Linked DNA regions of Rattus norvegicus: region 2 is linked to region 1. A link is a contact called in public Hi-C data. All regions are on one chromosome and are shown on one strand. The core of a region is the stretch at or near the end of the contact, and the rest is flanking DNA. Distances in the headings are between cores, read along the strand shown.

Region 1 (2,617 bases), core at 48-2,547:
AACTGTTGCAAGGTGAGCACAGTCACCTGTAACAAAGACAAGGTTGCTATTTTTTTTTTTTTGGAACAGCCACCCACAGGACCATTTATAGTTACAGTTATAGGTGAGGCTCAGACTAATCCTCGAGAAACAAAAGTTTAACCATAAGCAGGAACGAACCTAGTTTGTCCTCACCGTAAGAGGACTTTTAAGCCTAAGATGGGGTGGTGTAGAGAACTTTTAGTCCAACACCATGGCTGCTCTGGTAAGTGATCACCTTTAAATCCACTGGCTGGAATACAGGCACACCCTTACCACACCGGTTTAATCTCAGGAGACAGATAGAAATGTATCTTTGTCAGTTAAGTGGACAGTTCCAGGTCAGGCAAGACTGCATAGAGAGATTTTTTTTTTTTTCAGAGCTGGGGACGGAACCCAGGGCCTTGGCTTGCTAGGCAAGCGCTCTACCACTGAGCTAAATCCCCAACCCCGATTTTTTTTTTTTTTTTTTGAGACAGGGTCTCAACTGCGTAGCCCTGGCTGGCCGGGAATTTACTATGTAGATCAGGCTGGTCTCGAACTCAGAGATTAGCCTGCTTCTGCCTTCCGCGTGCTGGGATAAAAGGCCTGTACCATTATACATAATGAGATGTGTGTAGAGGTAGGTGTGCAGCACTCCTCAAGAAGGCATTACACGGGTGCTGAGAACTGAACTTGGGCCTTCTGCAAAAGCAGACAGCAATCTTAACCACGGAACCATGTCTCCACTCCCTATTCCCACGGAAGTTCTTTTATAAGTCTTTAGGAGTCGAGGCAAGATGAAGCAAGTTCTACTGTAATCTTTTTTTCTTGTGTATTGAGACAGGTCTCATATAGCCCAGGTTGGCTCCCACTGAAGAGAGAATGATCTTGAACTTTAGGTCTTCCGGTTTTTACCTCCTAAATGCTGGGATTACAAGATGCCCAGAAAAAGAAGAAAAAAAAAGCATTGTTGGCAGGCATGATTCAGAATCTGGGGTGGGTGAAGGACCTGGCCTGTAGGCAGGTCCATCAGAGAAAATGGGGGAAAGGACACGACAGATGAATGCTCTCCCGAGTGAGAGGGTTCTGGAAGAAGTAAAGCCAAAGCACGCGAATCCTCTTGCTTGAGAGTTTGTGGAAGGTAGGCGCCCTGTGCAGCAGGTGCTGCATCTCCTCTAGGAGAGCCTAGCAGGCGACAGCAGCCTGCGTTCCAGACGCTCCGCGGCAGAGGGCGCTGTAGCCACGCCCGTCCTGCGCCTCCGGGGCGGGGCGAGCTCCAGGCCGGGGGCGGAGCTGCGCGCTCACGTGACCCTCGCTCAATGGCGGCGGCGGCGGCGGCAGAGGCAGTGCCGGCGGCTTTCGGCGGCTGGAGCCGGATCCTGTAGCCCGGGTGTGGGCCCGCGTCAGTCCGTCCCTCCTTCGGCCCCCTCTCGTCTTCCGGAGTGTGGCTGGCGCAGCCGCGATGGCGGAGCGAGGCCTGGAGCCGTCGCCGGCCGCGGTGGCCGCGCTGCCCCCGGAGGTGCGGGCGCAGCTGGCGGAGCTGGAGCTGGAGCTGTCTGAGGGTAGGCGCGCGGCGGGCCGGGCGGGCGGGCGGCGGCCTGTGGGCGGCTGGGCTGGCGGGGCTCGCCGCTCCCCAGCCGCGAAGCGCGGCTGAGCTCTCATTGTTGTCCCTGGGGGCCCCGCAGGACGAGGGGACCGGTCAGCTGGAGACAAAGCTGCGCCCTCCGGCTGACACCTTGCCCCTCTGCTGCCTTTCTCCTGAAGGGCCGCTCGCCTGCACCCTCTCTCCTGCTTCAGAACGAGGCGCAGGGGAACGCCGCAGCTGCGTTTCTTCCTGCTCCTCTAACAATGCGAGGTGCCTCACCAGTGACAGGCGTGAGAAAGGAGCGGGGGAGCCATTGAGGGTCCGAGGGAGGTCGGAAGCGGTGGCGCTAACCCAGAGAGAACCGGATCCGCTGCCTCTAAACCACCTCTGTCCTGGGGTGCAGCTGGCTTTTCTTGGCACCTGTATTCAGGCTAGGTTTTCCTTATCTGGTCACCTTTTGGAGTCTTCGTAGAGGTGGCTACCGGGTACATGCAAATCCTGGCCGGCACCCTCTTTCTTTTGACAATGGATTGGTACAGGGAGGGTTGGGTTTATGTAGATAATTTCAAACATGAGCTAAATCTAGTCTCTGTTACAAGAGAAGTGCCTTGGACAACAATGAGAACCTCAGTGCCTGCTGGGGGCATGTGGTCAGGCGAATGCGCTGTGGCGATCAGCTCTCTGTAAAGTTCCTGTTTTTATCACAGGCGGCCTCTGAACAAAAGCAGCATTTTCTCCGCTCTCGGTGTCAGTACACTTCGCTGATGTCTCCAGAGTTGCATATTGTTGAATTATTTGCCAAAGGCCCTCACCAGTATTTTTCACGTTCAATAAAAACTGTTGATTTGAAAAAGAGTAAGGAATGCGACCAAGTTCCCAGGAGCGGTCTAGTTCCGACTTTTTGTTAACTTGTCATGACACTGGGCTTCGCCCCCCCACCCCCATTCTGAAAATCACGAATAGTCAGAAGTGCATTTGAAGTGCATTACAGATCTTACTCGATTGAAGAAGGAAATAATTAATTTTAATAAC
Region 2 (2,617 bases), core at 57-2,556, 190 kb after region 1:
AGATTGTGAGCCTGGCTGTCAGTGTGTGCTTTGGCATGCTAATAGAGACCACAGTTGGCCATTTGTCCTGGGCTTCTTGGGGACCTGACAACCACCATTTCTAATTCCAACTCCAGGGAAACCTGTGCATGTACCATCCCCCCTCTATCTTTCAAATAATATATTTAAAAGCAAACTTTTTTTTTTTTTTTTTTTTTTTTTTTTGGGAGCTGGGGACCTAACCCAGGGCCTTGCGCTTGCTAGGCAAGCACTCTACCGCTGAGCTAAATCCCCAACCCCTAAAAAGCTAACTCTTGAAAGGAAGGATGAATGTATAGAAGGGTTTGGAGGGAGGAATATAAACTCAAAATAAATTTTTTAAAAGTACTATGGGTTACGGAATGACTGCTGCTGGACTTTGTTGTTCAGGAAAGGCTGTTATAGGCCACTTTCTATAATGTTGAGACATTGACTTAGTATTGTAATTTCCAGGTTTTTTTTAGAGATTTATTAATTTATTATATATAAATTTAACCCAATTGGGAACATCTTTTTAAAAGATTTATTTTATTTATAGATGATTGCAAGCCACCATGTGGTTGCTGTAATTTCCAGTTTTTTGAGAGGCTTTCTTTGTGTTGCTTTGCCTAGAACTTCCTATGAAGAGACAGTCCTGTGTCTGCCAACACAGAGTGCAAGGGTTAGAGGAACGGATGACCGTGCCTGGCAATTTCCATAAATTTGATACTGACTCGAGAGGTTGGGTAATTAACCTAATCGATCAAAAACCGAGTACTTCTAATTTATGGGTAGTCATCAGTTTTAGCTTTATTGGGCAAGATTTGCTGAATCACAGTGCATGGATTCTAGTAAGTCCTTCTAACGCTTCAGTTTAAAATCACATCATGTGTTCTAAAGGGTCAAACCCAAAGTTTTCACTCGCCCAGTTATTAGGAGGGGAGATGTCAAATACAACTTCGGAAAACTTTTGGTATGCACTTTGTAGAGAGTATGCTTGAAACAGAAACAAAAACGCTGCGATGCCCTAGCAGAACACTGCAAAGGACCAGATAAAGCCTTCAGGATGAAGGTCAACTTCCCCAGAAGGGCAAGCTAAGTCTTTTCCAAAGCATTAAGATGGCAGCATAAGGTTTTATAGATAAACAGAGCAGGTAGCGAGCCCCAGGAGTCCTCTCACGAGACTCTCGCAACTCCTGCAGCACCCCGCGCCCGCCCGCGCGCTCCGGGGCTCGCCAAGATGGCGGCGCCCACGTGAGCACGCGGTGACGCAGCACGCCGGCCCGCGCAGGCCCCGCCCTCCCCACGCTCCCGCGCACTCCTCGGCCCCCCTCCCCAGCCCCCGGCCTGTGCGGATCATGCCGCCAGCGACGCCCCTCGCGGCCGGGAAACGGTAGCCGGGACGGTTGGCTCTTAAGTTACGACGTTCTTTTTCCGCGCCCCGCCGACCGCAGGGACCGGCGCCACCCCGCCGCGGTGCGCGGCTGGCAAGTGAGGAGTGAGGTCGGCGCCGCCTGGGACGGGGGAGTGGAGCTTCCCGCCCCGGGCAGCGGCCAGGAGGCTTCGCGGGTGAGCGGGACGCGGCGGGGCGCGGGGCGGCCCGGGCGGGAACGTGACGCTGGTGGGGACGCAATGGCGGCCACGCGCCGGCCGGGGGTCGCGCGCGGCGCGGCGGTGGGGGAGGGGCGCCGGGGGGTGGGACCGGCCGCGCGCTTCCGGCCGCGCGCCTTCGTGCGCCCGGGCGTTGGGCTCCGCTCGCCCGGGGCGTCCTGTAAGCGGAGCCACGCGTCCCGCTGCGCTCCTTCGGCCCGCGCGGCATGGAGGCGGGAAGAGCCGGGCGGCGGCCTCCAGCAGGCTGCAGGCGCCGCGGCCTCGGGCTCCCGCCTCCATGACTGGGGAACCGAGGCAACACGCCCGGGTGGTGGGGCACGATGGTCCTCTCTCCTTCCGGGAGTCTCGCAGCTGGCCGCCTAGGTTGTGGTAGAAACTTAACTCAAAAGTCTCGGTAGCCGCCTTTTCCTTTTGAGAAGGGATTTATTCCTACGACTTCTAGACGTGGTCGCCGTGCCCAGTTTATGGTAGCCTTTTCAGTTTTGCCTACCCAACTGGCCTTTAATTTTTTTTTTTTATGTAGTGCAGGGTGGCCTCGAACACGGCTTATGTTAGTTTTTCTAGCGATTTATTTACCGCTGGGTATGGTAGCACATACCTTTAATACCAGCTCTTCGGGAGGCAGAAGCGGGTCGAGCTGTCTCTGAGATCTACAGAGCGAGTTACAAGCCTGCCAGTTCAACCGTGAGACCTCATTGTTTTTATTGACGGGTATGTGTGTCTGCTTAAGTTTATGTGCACCACGTGCCTGTAGGTGCCTGAAGACGCCAGAGGGTGTCTGATCTTCTGGAACTGGAGTTAGCGGTTGTTGGGAGTGCCAGGAACTGGCCCCTATGTTCTGTGGAAGAGCAGTGAGGGTTCCTAATCGCTGAGCCATTCTCTCCAGCCCAACCTTAGCTTTTGAGGTTTTTACTCGTTTGGGCCACTTACTCGGTGTAGCTCAGTTTTGCTTAGAACTTCCAGCAGTCCCGCCGTGAAATGCTTTGGGCCACAAGTCTTCAAGGGCCTT

What was found. A called contact is a pair of places that touch in the nucleus more often than the background predicts.
Region 2: a contact with region 1 is called in a Hi-C map of Schwann cells, with 7 times the contacts expected there. The contact joins the promoter of Atf1 here to the promoter of Dip2b in region 1. A contact is called at or near these places in 4 of 12 Hi-C or Micro-C datasets (Schwann cells, frontal cortex, kidney and 1 more) and 1 of 1 datasets of contacts at active chromatin or transcription factors (oligodendrocytes).

What each region holds. Positions count from the first base shown.
Region 1 is chr7:133,052,098-133,054,714 of GRCr8, forward strand. Dip2b (disco-interacting protein 2 homolog B) reads left to right here and starts at 1,298. Exons shown (of 37, transcript XM_039080375.2): 1 at 1,298-1,562. The coding sequence starts at 1,463.
Region 2 is chr7:133,239,468-133,242,084 of GRCr8, forward strand. Atf1 (activating transcription factor 1) reads left to right here and starts at 1,307. Exons shown (of 7, transcript NM_001100895.1): 1 at 1,307-1,566.